2 separate regions of the Mus musculus genome follow, and region 1 is linked to region 2. The links are chromatin contacts, called in public Hi-C maps. All regions are on one chromosome and are shown on one strand. The core of a region is the stretch at or near the end of the contact, and the rest is flanking DNA. Distances in the headings are between cores, read along the strand shown. Region 1 holds the start of Spin4 (spindlin family, member 4). Region 2 holds the start of Maged1 (melanoma antigen, family D, 1).

Region 1 (7,903 bases), core at 184-2,683, 480 kb after region 2:
AACAAAGAACAAAAGTACCAACATATACTTGAGTCAGAACTGGAAAACAGTCAATATAAGATATGGAGGCACAATAAGATTTAGCCACTGTCCAGAACTTTTGACCTCAAAATTGACCTCAGAAAAACTTAATTTTGAGAACATAAAATATTTATCCTCTGATAGTTCCACACGTTTCGCAAAGAGGTCTATAAACTTACGGGGTTTTCACCAAGCCATAGACATAAATGTGAATATCATCATCAAACTTAATGAAGTAGACAGATGGCTTGGCTACCACCTGATGAATAAAGATCCCAGTTCTCTTGGACCCGTCGTCTTTGGCGTGTTCCACCTGCTTGCCCACAAGGCTGTCGAGCACCTCCCCAGGCTCCTGTTCAGCTGCAGGGAAGTAGTAGTTGGAATCTGGAATGATACGCAGGTCACCATCTTTGTAGTCGTCCAGCAGGGTGTACATATAGAGGACCGGATCTTTCTCGTAGGTGATGTAAAACCAAGTATCCATGATGGGGGCTCGCGCCAACACCATACCCTTCCACTCATCTTTCTTGCCATGCTCACCTTCGAACACATGTCCCACTGCCTTCCCAACCAGGGAATCGGCCAGGCGAGAGTCAATGCGAGGAGAAGGAACTCTCTCAGGAAGAATCTCCAGCGCTAAAACTCTCTTATCTCTGTGCAGTTCCAGTCCGTACACACTGTCTTTGCCATCATATTTGATGATATACAGAGTGGGCTTCACGGAGACCTGCTCGAGCACAGTACCTTTCCATTGCTCCACGGGCTCATTGCCTTCTTTCCAGCCGTGTTGAATGCGGCAGCCCACGATGTTCCTATGAGTGAGGAAAGTGGGCTTACGGCGCTGCTTCTTGTGAGTGTGCCTTTTCTTCATCAGGTACGCGGACACACCATCCACCCCAGTAGGAGGCACAGTCGGAGGAGACATGGCTCGAGGCTTCGGTGGCCAAAGTAAAGCTGCTCTTTGCTTAACAAGCTGACTAACAGTCAGCAGTGTCCAACGGCAGATATTTTTCGCGATCCGAGAGACTGTATCAGTCCTCTTTTCAGATTTTGTCAGAAAAGAGCTAACTGACTGGGAACTGAGACAGAGAGTGCCGCTCACTAGTGCTTTTTTCCTCCTTCAGGGAGGGGTGACTGCAATAGTGATGGCTCCAGAGAGATGGCGGGCTCCCGGGTTCGTTCTGTCCGCCCCTGGCGCCTTCCCGGACTCCCAAGCCCACGTCCCAGCCAGAATCCGCCACTTAGCTGTTGTCAACGCTGCTGCGGTCGCAGAACGGCAACAGAGAAGAAGTGGACTGTTAACCTGGACCGGAGATAACAGGGATGTTTCGCGGCCACGAAAGTGCAGGCAGTAGCACGTCTCCCAGCAGTTTGCGCTTTGCGCGGCCTGGTCTTGGCAGCGCTTGTCAGCTTGGCCAATCTGCGAAACCGGGATTTTTGTTGCTTAGGGAATCCTCCTCCTCTGAGCCCGCCCTCTCCTTTCCTCCACCCCTCCCGCTTCCGTCCTGCCTTCCGCTCCTGGGGCAGCCACACTGACACAGGCTCTCTCCTTTACTCCCGTGGCCCCCCAGCCGGTTCATTCCCACCAGAACCAGACAGTACAACACCCCTCCTCCCCTGCAGGCTGTCTGCTGCCCAACTGCATACTTCACTGAGGCTCCATCTGCTTTCTATCTTCCAGGAATTCCTCACAAGCAGAAAAAGAAAAGAAAAGTGAAAAAGAAAGAAAAAAAAATACGTGGGGTGGGAGAAATTGTATAAACAAATCTACAATTTCTTTCTTTTTTAAGAAATTTGAAGCGGGATTGGGGAAAAGTCGTGCACAGTCCACCATGTTAACTTAAACTCTCCTTTATATTTTCTACCTGATCATTCGTCCTAACGATTTTTAGTATGTTTTTCTAAGTGGAAGGAAAATATGCTGGTATTTGCTTTTCTAAAACTGAGTGAAATAAAAAGCAAAGCAAAACAAAACTAACTTTAGCCATACAAACCAGGCAAACATCAAAATGTTTATTAAGCTGATTTCTTATTAATATATCTTTCTATAACCTTATGCATTTGAGAGCAACTTTTATATTTCTATACCTTTTTTGCTTACTTTGTCACTTATATCACGAGTAGTTTCTGTCATGATTAAATATGCTGGAAACATGATTTGTTTTTCAGTTTTTTGAGACAGGGTTTCCCTGGGTAGCCCTGACTGTCCTGGAACTCACTCTACATACCAGGCTGGCCTCGAACTCAGAGATATGCCCCCCCCCCCTTCTCTGCCTCCCAAGTACTGGGATTAAAACCATGCGCCACCATGCCAGGCTGGAAACACAATTTTTAATGGTTCCATATGTGAACATAAAGAACACAGCTCTCATCTCAAAATAAAAGATGGTTTATTCTAGAATCAAATATAAGTGACCAAGACCAAGGTCCACAACTTTAGGTTACCCCAAGTTCTATGTTCCAATGTGGTAACAGTTTCATGGAATTTTGTTGGTGTTGTCGCTGCTGTTTATTATTAACCTGTGTGTGCATGAAGTGTCTATGTTGGAAGGGGGCAGAAGTGGAAAAGTGGAAATCAGAAGATAACATTGTGTAGTAACTTCTTTCCTTCCACATTTACTTGAATTCAATGGATTGAACCCAAGTCCACAGGTTTATGCCACAAGTTCCTTTGTAAGATAAGCCTCTTACCCAACTGGCCTCATGAAATTTTTATAGCAGCAAAACAAAGAGAACTATAAATCAGGAAACTTTTAAAAGGCATCAGGGGAAGCCTTGGGTAGGCGTGTTATAGCAAACCGGAGAAACTTCTGCAGTAGGCTTCAGATACTATCTGACAGCATTCCCTGCCTTTGGGCCAGTGAAAGCCGAGGATCTGTGCACACATTCCAAAAGAACTTACCTAATAGCCGGAAGAATGGTTAGGTCACTCACAGAGTTGAACAATACATGACCATTTTGGGTGGGGTGAGGGTGAAGATAGTTTAAGATAATGTGACTCTGGAACTGCGACAGCTGAACTCCTCCATTATACTCATAACTGAGTCAGTTAATCAACCATGTACAAAGTTCAACGTATGTGTGGCTTTTCCCCCAGAGAACTTCAGTTAACCCACACTGTTTGTTCTTAATATTCCTTCAATGGCTCCTCATTTATCCTAAATAGTCTAAGGCAGAAAAAGTAACTAATACAACTCTCCTTTTCATATATGAATTGATTAATTGAACTCGTCTTTATTTTTGTTTTCCTCCCTGAAATCCAAAAGTTGAAGTTGTGGTTCCATTCATTTTTTTTAAATATAGAATAATTGGATCATATTTCCCCAACCCAACATTATGCTCTCTCTAAAAAAAAACAAATCAAAACAAACAAACAAAAACAATAAGACAAAAAAAGCATACACAAAAACATGGAGTCTCTTTTATGTTGGCCTGTCTTGAAGTATGATTTATATACCCAGTGACACTCTATTGGAGAAAACTGATTTTCCATTTCTCAGCAGATACCAATTGCAAGTAACTCCTTGGTTAGGGATGGGATTTAATGTCCATCTCTCCTTCTAAATGCTGAGACTTTGCAAGGTCTGAACCTGAGCAGGTCTTGTTTGTGCTATCATAGTTCTGTGAGTCTATACATCTATCAGTCCTGTTGTACCTTAAAGACACAATCTCTTTGAAATCATCTACCATCTCTGGTTGCTACAGTCTTTCTTCCACATCTTCCTCATAGACCCCTGAGCCTTGAGGAGAGTGTTTGATAAAGGCATGCCACTTAGGACAGAGTACACTAAAATCTCTCATTTTCTGCACATTGTCCAGTTGTGGGTCTTTGTGTTAATTATCATGTATGGGTGCTGTGATGGTTTGTATACACTAGGTCCAGGGAGTAGCACTATTAGAATGTGTGGCCCTGTTGGAGTGGGTGTGGCCTTGTTGGAGTAGGTGTGTCACTGTGGGCATGGGCTTTAAGACCCTCAGATGAAGATGTAGAACTCTCAACTCTGCCTGTACCATGTCTGCTATGTTCTCACCTTGATGATAATGGACTGAACCTCTGAAGCTGTAAGCTCTTTATAAGTAAGTTCTTTATAAGAGTTGCCTTGGTCATGGTGTCTTCACAGCAGTAAAACCCTAACTAAGACAGAAGTTGGTACTGGGAAGTGTTTTCTGAGAGCACAAAGAAGCTGTGTTCCAGAGATAGTCAAGGTTGTACCTCCTGCTGCAGCTGTACTTGGTAATGTTTAATAGTCACCCAGGTGGTATGAAGGTCATGAAGAGCAGCTGAGTCTTGGCACAGTGATAGGCCATGAAAGGATATTGGCGAAGGTGCAGCCTCAGTTGTAGTTAACAGCTCAGGACTGAAGGCTCCATGTAAAGGAGTTGAGGCTTGGCACGAAGAGAGAGCCTATGAGAGGCTATTGGTGAAACCTAGATGCAGCGGAAGACCCCAGCATATTGGAGATGCCAGTACCGTGGGATGATCACCAAGAACAGAAGCATCAGTGGAGTGGATCAACCTGAGCTTAGAATGCTAAAGAGGGCAGAACCAGAGAAGTGATGTCAGCCCTTTGGAAGAGCCCAGAAGATCATGTGTAGATGCCAGACATTGAAACAAGAAGCTGTAACATTGAAGTTGCCTTGGAGACCCCAAGATATTCCAGATGTCAGAGCCGTGGGCTATATGCTGAGGAAAGCTGCTAACAGGGAGTGGAGCCCAGAAGGAAGTTGTTTGTTGCAGTCAACAAAGATGAAAAAGGAGTTGGAGATCTAAAGAGAGCTTTGACATCAGACATGGAGATGCAGAGATTGGAGTTTGCCCAGCTGGTTTCCTGTCTTGTCTTGGGGATTACAGTTAAGTGATTGGATGAATCTCAGAAGAGACTTGAACTTTGGACTTTTAACATTGTTGAAACTGTTATAGACTATGGGGACTTTTGAAGTTGGACTAAATGTATTTTACATTATGCTATGTTTAGGTATGGCCCCCATAGACTCATGTTTGAACAAACCTATAGGGGCCAGGGAGTAGAATGTGATGGTCTGTATATGCTCGGCCTTGAGAGTGGCACTATTAGAGGGTGTGGCCTTGTTGGAGTAGGTGTGTCACTGTGGGTGTGGGCTTTAAGACCCTCATTCTAGCTGCCTGGAAGTCAGTCTTCCACTAGTAGCCTTCAGATGAAGATGTAGAACTCTCAGCTCTGCCTTCACCATGCCTGCCTAGATGCTGCCATATTCCCGCCTTGATAATGGACTGAACCTCTGAACTTATAAACAGCCAGCCCCAAATATATGTTGTCCTTATAAGAGTTGCCTTGGTCTTGGTGTCTGTTCACAGCAGTAAAACCCTAAGACAGATGCATTGCTGTGTTCCTGCAGCAGAATAATAATATTGAGTTTTACCCTAGGGCTCATGATCTATTTAGTCTCAGGTTCTTGGCCACTTTAGCAGCATCAGTCATGGCTTTCATCTTATGAAGTGGACCTGAAATCCAATCACAAGGTGATTGGTTACTTCCATAACATTTGTACTGCTACTGCACCAGGATGGCTTGCAGGAAAGTCACTGTTGTAGGTCTCAGGGGTTAGAACTAGGTGCTATTGTTGATTACTTTTCTTCTCCAATAGCATACAAAGTATCTTCCAGCACCATGAATGCAAGTCAGTAAGGGTGAAGCTTTTATTTGGGCACCAGTGCAATTTTTCTGTGTTCAATTTTTTGTTTTCCTCAGCAATCGGGCCTTACCATAACGTTATGGAGAACAATCAATAGCCTTAATGTTAACTTGTGATGCTTTGTGGTTCTTTGGGACCTCTTTGGCCCATGACTCTCAACAAGATGTACTTCATTCATTTTTCTCTCCCATAATGTACAATGTTCAATGCATGTGTGGCTTTTCCCCCCAGAGAACATCAGTTAACCCACACTGCTTCTTTTTAATATTCCTTTTTAAAAATCCAACTTTTGAATTTCAGGGAGAAAAATGAAAGTAGAGTTCAATTAATCAATTCATATTGATATTCAGAAGGTATTTTCTCCCCCATAATATGGAGATTACATTTAAATTCCTTTCATATATGTGTGTTGTTTAGGAAGTTTCTATAGTATTAGGTTTTCAAAAGCTTTTCAAAGCCCTTTATTGTTAGTTGTCCCTGTTCATATTCCTTCTTCCACTCTGCCCTCCCACCCTCCTGCCTTAATCCTCCTATTCTAGTTTCCCCTTTATATCTTTAAACAGGGTATTCTATTATCCCTTCCTTAGAAGATCTCCTCCCCGCCCCCCACTTTCATTCCTCACTTGCAACCTAAACTCTTATGGCTATTTTAAATGAAACATGTATCCAAAGCTTAATAGCTAATACCCACACATAAGAGAAAGCATACAATATTTGTCTTTTGGGGCCTCCATTACTTCACTCAGGATGACTGTTTCTAGCTCCATAAATTTACTTTCGAATTTTAATTGTTCTAATTTTAATTTAAAAATTCTAATCAATTTTTCTAAGTAGCTTAATATACTATTCCACTGTGTAAATATATCTATTATCCATTCTTCAGTTGATGGTTATTTAAGCTGTTTCCAATTTCTGACTATTATGAATAGAGCAGCAATATACATGAAGGAGCAGCAAGTATCTCTGGAGTAAGATACAGAGTCCTTTGGATATATGTCCAAGAGTGCTCCAGCTAGATTTTGTAATAGATTGATTTTTAACTTTTTGAGGAATCTTTATACTGATCTTATTTTGGGGGGAGGGGCTTCAATTTTTTATTAGATTTTTTTTCATTTACATTTCAAATGCTATCCCGAAAGTCCCCTATCCCCTCCCTGCTGCCCTGCTCCCCTACCCACCCACTCCCACTTCTTGGCCCTGGCATTCCCCTGTACTGGGGCACATAAAATTTGCAAGACCAAGGGGCCTCTCTTCCCAATGATGGCCGACTAGGCCATCTTCTGCTACATATGCAGATAGAAACATGAGCTCTGGGGGTACTGGTTAGTTCATATTGTTGTTCCACTTATAGGGTTGCAGACCCCTTCATCTCCTTGGGTACTTTTTCTAGCTCCTCCATTGGAGGCCCTGTGTTCCATCCAATAGGTGACTATGAGCATCCACTTCTGTATTTGCCAGGCACTGGCACAGCCTCACAAGAGACAGCTATGTCAGGGTCCTGTCATGTGTGTTCTTTTGTGATTGGGTTACCTCATTCAGGATGATATCCTCCAGATCCATCCATTTGCCTAAGAATTTCATAAATTCATTGTTTTTAATAGCTGGGTAGTACTTATGTTCAATGAGTTGTTTGTTTTGTTTGGGTTCTTTATTTATTGTAAATACTATCTGTGGTGGTTCAAATATGTTTGACCCCCATCGATTTATGTGTTTGAGTGCTTGGCCCATAGGGAGTGGCACTATTAGGAAGTATGGCCTTGTTGGAGTAGGTGTGGTCTTGTTGGAGGAAGTGCATCACTCTATAGGCAGGCTTTGAGATCTTCTATGCTCAAGCTTTGCCAGCCCCAATGAAATGTTTTCCTTTATAAACGTTTCCTTGGTCATAGTGTGTCTTCATAGCAATGGAAACCCAAGCTAAGACACCAACTCTTTCTGATGGCTATTCTTGGTTGTCAACTTGACTACATCTGGTAATTAACTATAACCAAAATGTTTGGACACACCTGTGAGGATTTCTTTCTTAAATCATTTTAAGTGGTAAGATGCATTTCTTTTTTTCCAATTAATTAATTTATTTATTCATTTTGTATCCCCATCATTGCTCCACTCCTGGTTTCTCTCTCTCTCTCTCTCTCTCTCTCTCTCTCTCTCTCTCTCTCTCTCTCTCTCTCATACACACACACACACTCTCTCTCTCTCTCTCTCTTCC
Region 2 (7,525 bases), core at 2,264-4,763:
GGGAGAAGTAATTAAAATGATGTTTGTAGAAAACGTGGCCGCCGGTTATAAATGGAAGGACTGCAGTAAACTAAGTGGAGAGGCACAGCACTTACTCTTTCCTGAAGAAGGGCCACATCTCGGGGCTGTGGAGGACCCTGGTTCTGTGAGGCACGAGAGTTGGAGGAGGATCTCAGATTAGGTGAGGGTCGTAAGTTCTGCCAGTCAGGTGGAATTGGCCAGTCGGCGGGGATCCAGTCAGGTGGAAAAGGCCAGTCGGAGGGAAAGGACCAGTCAGGAGGCATTGACCAGTCAGGTGGTACCTGCCAATCTGGAGGGCCCTGCCAATCTTGAGGGCTCTGCCAACTAGGTGGAGCCTGCCAGCTGGGTGGGCTCTGCCATCCAGGTGTACTCTGCCAGGCCATTGGGTTTGGCCAGACAATTGGGCCAGGCCAGACAATGGGGTTTGGCCAGATCACTGGATTCTGCCAGATCACTGGGTTAGGCCAGATCACTGGATTCTGCCATGCAACTGGGTTCTGCCAAGCTGATGGTGTCTGCCTAGCTGGGGGACTCTGACGTGCTGCTGGTGGGGTCTGCCTGGCTGTCTGGTTTTGCCAGCCTGATGGGTTCTGCCAAGCCAGTGGTGTCTGCCACACCACATTAGGGGGTGCTCCAGGTGGGTTCTGCTGAGTGGTCACTGGAACCGGAGCAGACCTCCAGTTCCCTGAGGCCAGTGAGGCACGCCTTTGATCCCCACTGTTGTTCTCTTCCACATTCAAGTTATTAACCTGTATAATTAGAGAGAAGAAAATTTCAGGGTCACTATTAATCCTGGGTCCTCCCAGTTGCTATCTTAGGAAGTACCTAGGAATCTTCACCTACACCTCACTAGCCACTGGTCACTTTGATTCTCTTTGTCTTTCAGACAGGCGTTTCATCTCCAAACCAGACAAAGGAAAAAACAAACAAACAAACAGAAAGTGGGACCTAGATTTCTCCTTTTCCTGTGTGACTACGGACAGTGCTTGGTTTCACCCTGAACTCGTTTCTTCCTGACTCTGTTCTCTCTAGAGAGTGAGGTACATCTTCAAGATCTAATTGATTCTGTGTGAGCCTGCCTAGCTTAAGACATGGTGTTTAATGTCAAAATGTAAGATGGCCTACACACATATTGCCTGTGTCCTTGTATCAACTCATCATCAGCCTGTGGACAACCTGGGCTCAGGAATAATAGTTACCTTAGCACCCCCTACAACTGTGCCAAAATACAGATAAATCCATGCCCTTTATTGTGTTTGGAGCCAAGGAAATTGGAAGAAAGGAGAGAGCCCAAAGCAAAGGGAAGCTAGCTGGGATCTCACCTTGCGGGTCCTCTTGCCCCGAATTATAGTCCGGGACTCCACGTTCTGAGTCTGGGAGCCATCTGCTGATGTCTGGGCTGCTGCACCATCAGCTTCAGAGATACCTGCGCTGGTCCCTACGTCAGCCATTTTGGCCTGATTTACATTCTGGGTCTGGGCATCAGCTCCAGGGACCTTAGTAGTGTCATTCCAAGCCTTAGCTGTCTTAGGCTGGTTGTTGGTCATCTCATTGGCACTGGGAGACTGAGGGAAATTGTAGGTGGTACCGGGGCCAGCCTTAGTGCTATTCTGACCCTTAAAGGCCATTTCAGACTTTTTAGCTGATTTGCCTGTGGGTGCTGCCTGGGAAAAGTCAGAGGCAGCATGTGGACCTTTAGGGGTGCCATTCTGTGACTTAAAGGCCGCCTTAGACTGATTCTTGGGCATCTCCTTGGCATTACGTGCCTGAGAGTAATCATTTGGCCCCTTTGTGGTGGCATTCTGGGCCTTAAAGCCTGTCTTAGGCCTGGCAGCAGCTGCTGAAACCTCAGTATCAGCCTTCTCATTGGCAGTTGGGGGCTGTGAACTCTGGGGACTAGCATTTGGCCCACTGGCAGCTGCTGTGGCCTGGCTGGTGGGCGGAGCCTCGGAGATCTGGATGGCTTCCATCAAGGTCTGCACAAGCAAGGCGCTGTCTTCAACAGAGGCCTCAGCCTGCAAACACAGGAGGGGCAACATTTCAATCTCTGAGCCTTACATGGCAGACCAGAGGAGGGGGGGGGCGCGGCGCAACGCAGCAGGGGAGCTGTAGACAGGCGTCACAGTACTCAGACGTGGGGGCAGAGGCGGGTCAAAGGGAGGCGGGGCGCGAACAAAATTTAATTAAGGGTAGAGGGGGCAGGGCAAGGTGAGGGACAGTCTGTGGCAGCAGGGGCTGGTGCGGAATGTGGTGCAAGCTCTGAGCCCCAAATGGGTTTAGAGACGGACTGGTTAGGCTTGAGGTGGGGAGCTCAAGACCCGAGGAGGGAGGAATCAAGGAGGATAAGCCGAGAGGGTGGAGGGGGAGTCTCGCGGCGTGGAGAAAGGGAGGGTGGAGGCGAGAGGTTGGGGGATGGGGCGACAGACTGCTCTACACGCGTCAGGGTTATGGAAAAAAAATGGTTCCTTACCCAACCCGCATTCTCTGGGCAGAATGCCCTGACTAACAGGGTCTCCCCTTTCTCTAAGCAGGGACCGATGGCTGAAAAGGGCCGCCCCTCCCCCCCATTCGATAAACGCTAGAAATCTGAGAGCCCGCGGTGTCTAGGCCGGAAGAAGGGCAAAATCAGATCCTGCCATTCGCGCGACCTAAGGGGCCGGGGGTGGGCGTAAACTGTCAGCAGGGGAAAAATGGGGGAATTGGGAGCGGGGTCCTCACCTGGAAGCCGCGGAGGCCTGCACCGCCGTCCGGTTTCTGAGCCATAGCTCTCGTCTCCCTGGCAAGAGCAGAGCCTAAGGGGGGGGGTGTGGGAGAGAGGAGCTGGGCATTACACTACAGAAGGAAAAGACATAGGACCGAATTCTGTGTGCGTGTGTGCTTTGATTCTGGGGGCGGGTGAGGTGCCGAGTCCGGGGGGAGAACCAGGCCTAAGCGGAGCGGGAAAAGTAACCGGTCGTCCCGCTAGACCATCTCCAATCTCAGACGCGGCCAGGGAAAAGCTTCAGCGCTGCCGTTTTGGAGTCAGAGAGGAGCTGTGGATGCGGTAGTTTACGGGGGCGGGGAGGGAGGGCGGCGAGCGGGGAGACACGGGCGTCCGAAAAGTTGAATTAAGGTTCTGAATTCAGAGGAACCATCTAACGGGATCAAGGTCGGGAAATAGGATTCGGGGAGGGAACTGGAGAAAAGATTCAGGGGGACGGACGGAGTTTCAAATTAGAAAAGGGTCGGGAGCAGGGTCTGAATCCGGGAGCAGGCAGAGCAGGGGGCTTCCGAATCCAGGGTGAAGGGACTGGGAGAAAAGAATGGCGGAAGGACGCCGCGCCAGGGGGGCAGATGCCCCGTCTGGGGGCGAACCTCACCTTGCCTCAGGGCCGAACCCCAATCCCTTCGCTGTTTCCTTCTTCGCGACTCAAGAGGATCGGGAATGGCTCTGTCCGGCTCTCGGCACCCGCACTCTCTCCGCGTCCAGGAGAAAATGCCAGCGCGGCAGCTCGGGCGACCCCGCCTCTCCGCCTAATATACCACCCACCGCCTCTGGACGCGCCGCGCATGCGCAGCAGATCACTGTCCAAATAAGAGTCCCGCTTGCTTTCCCAACAAAAGCTTCATCCCAGAGCCATTGTTGCGCATGTGCACTTGGAGGAGAGCCCGCCTCCTTGCCAGCACACTATCCCACCGCCAACCAGGTTGACAGTGGACAAAGGTTCCTCCTCCCCTTCTCCTTACGCATCCACTCCTTCAACAGATGCGCAGCGCCTTTCGGTCCCACCCCCTGGCCCGACACACCAGCCCCCTACCTTTCTCCGCAATGCGTCTATGCTCAGTCCCGCCCTTTTTCCCGAACTCTCTCTAGCCAGGTCCGCAGCTCCCGCCCACCCCCGTGTGCAGAGCCCCGTAGGTAGGCCCCCCGCGGGGGTCTCTTATTTCGAAACATGCTAGGCCTCTGCTGAGTTCACCCACTCTACGACGCAGAAACCTTAAAGGCCAGAAAAAAAAAAAAAACCATTGCAGAGATACCGGAGCAAGGGTCGCCCGGGGGGGGGGGGGATCTATAGGTTTCCTCTCACTGGACTCAGAAAATGAGCTTTTTCTCTCGCCCTTTTGGCAGTTTTTGCCCATCGAAACCCTTTTTGAGGGCTGGGTTAGAGAGGTGAGGGAAAGGCGTTGGGCTGTGGGGTCTGCCCTGGGGCTTGTTTTTCTTGCAGGCTGTTTTAGGGAGATGGATGGAGTGCAACATTCTCATTTAACACACCAGGTAGCTAATGCAGAAGCCCGGGGCATTGAGCTGGTACCACACAGAAAGGCCAGAACCTGCCCCAGCACCGCTGCGCAGGCTGGTAATCCCAGCACTCTGGGGACTCAGGGAAAGCCCTGAGTTCCAGGCCAGCTGTGCAACTCTGAGACTTGATCTAAAAGACAAACAAAACCATCCATGAGGGGCCTGGATTTTCCTGAGTGTAAAATCTAGTCTGAGAACAGGGGCACTCCTTCAACCTCTATTGGAATAACAAGCTGTCCTCTCCCCAATATTTGTTCCATGGGAATAAGGCTTGTGTTCTAGGAGGCCTGGCATGTGTGGGGACCCTTTAGGTTCGTTCTGTGCTCCTCTTAGTAGGCAGTCTCCAGGAGCGAGACCGCAGGCTTTCTTGGTGACTGCTGGAGCGGCCAGAGCATTCAGGTGTGTCTGCCTTGTTCTTGCAGAATGAAGCTGGCCTTGGCTTTAGAATTCCGGGAGGAGTGTCTGCCCTATCTGTCCCTCGCTGTGTGAGTCCCCTGAGATATAGTCACTACACTTTAGTGGACTTCTCTGAGCCTGGTTTACTCACTACTATCCAAAACAGGAATCCCGCAAAGAGGGTCGTGCCCAAGGACACACAGCCAGCTGTGCTTCCAGGACAGCTGGGGAAACAAACGCAGAAAGATGGCATACAGATGCGAAATGACTCAATCCAAACCCATCCGTTTCCCAAGTCCCGGGCAGACCTTAGCGCGTTTCCCATTTATTGTGGCGTCAGCTCCTGTGAGGAGCCTGCATAGGAAAGAAGGCTAATGCTAGGAAGGACTGCAGCATTTTGTCCCCAAGGGCCAACATCAATTCTGCCAGGCTGGATGACTTCCCTCATCTGTTGCATAGCAACCTCCCCTGTCAGCTGCCTGTTTTTCCTCAGCACTTCCTCTGTAAAGTGTCTGCAGTGGGACGTGATCAGACTCAGGAAAGGAGGTCTGAGGTGCCATTTTATATTTTCTCTGCTTCCACGTCTGTATCTTCAGTCATGATCCAGCCTGTACCTTATGGACTTGCACCCTGCTGTCCCCTCCCTTCTCCAGGTGGATATCTCTTGATATTCTCAAAATTATTATTTCAAAATTTATTCATATATATATGAATATATATGTATGTATATATTCATATATATATGAATATATATGTATGTATATCCTCACCACTGTTTCCTTTAGTTTTGTTCTTTTTGTCACATGAGATTGGGAGTTTCTTTAGGGATATGGATATGGAAGTTTGCCCAATTTACTCGTTGTTGTACCTTCAGCACGAAGAACAATGCCTACCTAATACGTTTTATATTCTCAATAAAGATTGTTTGATAAATGAATGAATCACACAATCTACCCCATTGCTAAAGCTAGAAGCCTGAGAGGAAATTTTTTTTTTTGCCCGATAAATTCACGTATTATTTTTTTGTCATATACAGAGACATAATTCATTATGGCAACAGTTTATATTCATCATTGGGGATTGAAATATCTAAATGCTATCAAAGTTAAGTAATCAGTTTTGAATCCTCACCACCCTGAGCCAGTGGCTAAGGCTTTTCTGCTACCTTTCATATAGCATTTTTAAGCTCAGGCACAGAGCTTCTTACGTCAATAAGATAATAATGCACGTGGAAATATTTTAAATGGCACTCTTTTGCCTAATACTCCACATTCTTCTTTCAGGTCTCTCAGATGTGCATTGTTAGCATGATGTTTAAATCCCTGCTTGATCAAAGAGTCGTGTTTTTATCATTGGACAAGAACCAGGAGCATACGCATTTTTGCATGTTTTTATCTTATCAGAAAAATCTTTCTCTGCGTCATTCTTTTAAATGTTTAACGTTCTTTTTTGTGTCTGTTCATGTTGTAACAGGGATCCTGGTGTTAGCTGAGTTCATTTTGGGGGAAAAGGCAAAGGACTGAGTGAGCAGAAAAGACAAAAGGACTGGAATGCGGGGGGGGGGGGTGGGGGTGGGGGTGGGAAGCTTTCCAGAAGCTAAAAGGCTCTCAGGCTCTTTCCTTGGAGCTGGGAGGGGACACTGGGAGGTGAGAGTCTGAGGGGTGGGACATGAGTCTAGATGGGGTGGGACATGAGTCTAGATAGGCTGCTTTGTTGTTGTTTTAAATTAAAACCCCTGAGTCCTTCTATTTTTCTTAGTTCTTATCCAGATGTTTGTCCCTGAGCAGGCCTGTCTTTCTAACTTCCCCTCAAAGTGTATGTGGGTTTGTTTCTCTGTGTGTATGCTACATATGTGCTGGCTTTTGGATGCCAGAAGAGAGTTGTAGTCCCTGGAACTGGAGTTACAGAGGTGGTTGTGTGCCACCTGGTGTGGGTGCTGGGAACTGAACTGACTAAAACGGTTTGGCCATCTCTAGCCCCTAATTTTTATTTTTACATTTTTTTGTGTGTAAACAGATATCCATTTCTTTGAGTTAAATGTACAACAGTGCAATTTCTGGGCTTATAGTAAGTGTGTGTTAGCTTTACAAGAAGTTACAGATCTTTTCTAGAGTGGCTCAACCATTTTACATCCCATTAACCACATATAAGTGGTTCAATTTCTACAAATCTTGGGTGACATTTGTAGTCAGAATTTTTAGCAATAGTGTGTAGGAATAGCTCACCGTGCTTTTAATGTGCATTTACTTGGTGGTTAACTGAATATATTTATGTATGATAATTTCACACCCGTATCTCCTTTTTAGTAAAATGTCTCTGTATACGTTTGATCCATCTTCTATTTGGGTTGTCTTACTGCTTTTGCTAGCGATGTTGGACCTTGGTAAGATCACTGCCGCACAAGCAGGAGGATCTGAGTTCAAATTCCTAACACACATGGAAGAAGCTCATTAGAGCTTTGCACACCCACTGTGGGGGTGGAGACAGGAGGATTGCCGGATTTTTCTGTCTGGTAGTGAAAGACTGCCTGAGAATAAAACAGAAGCACTTGCCATCCTCCTTTGGCTTCTGTGAGTGCATGGGTGTGTACCTCCACACACCCATGCATGTATGTACCACATACATTTGCCATACTTACACTCACACACACATGGATGTATACAGATTAACAAAGAGAATAAGTCAATTAGTTTAAACCTTGAATATTGACTTTTTCTAGTTTATTCATGAGTCTGTTGTCAGATATGTGGTTTGCAAGTTTTCCCAGTTTATGGCTTATCTTACTCTTACTTAAAACATTTATTTTTATATGTATGTATGTATGTATGC

The links. A called contact is a pair of places that touch in the nucleus more often than the background predicts.
Region 1: a contact with region 2 is called in a Hi-C map of uterus, with 7 times the contacts expected there. The contact joins the promoter of Spin4 here to the promoter of Maged1 in region 2. A contact is called at or near these places in 6 of 39 promoter capture datasets (the 3T3-L1 cell line, cranial neural crest, frontonasal cranial neural crest and 2 more) and 1 of 484 Hi-C or Micro-C datasets (uterus).

What each region holds. Positions count from the first base shown.
Region 1 is chrX:95,025,249-95,033,151 of GRCm38.p6, forward strand. It overlaps Spin4 (spindlin family, member 4), which reads right to left and starts at 1,434. Exons shown (of 1, transcript NM_178753.4): 1 at 1-1,434. The coding sequence starts at 946. The coding sequence ends at 197.
Region 2 is chrX:94,538,512-94,546,036 of GRCm38.p6, forward strand. It overlaps Maged1 (melanoma antigen, family D, 1), which reads right to left and starts at 3,514. Exons shown (of 13, transcript NM_019791.3): 1 at 3,381-3,514; 2 at 2,740-2,813; 3 at 1,344-2,036; 4 at 96-770. The coding sequence starts at 2,784.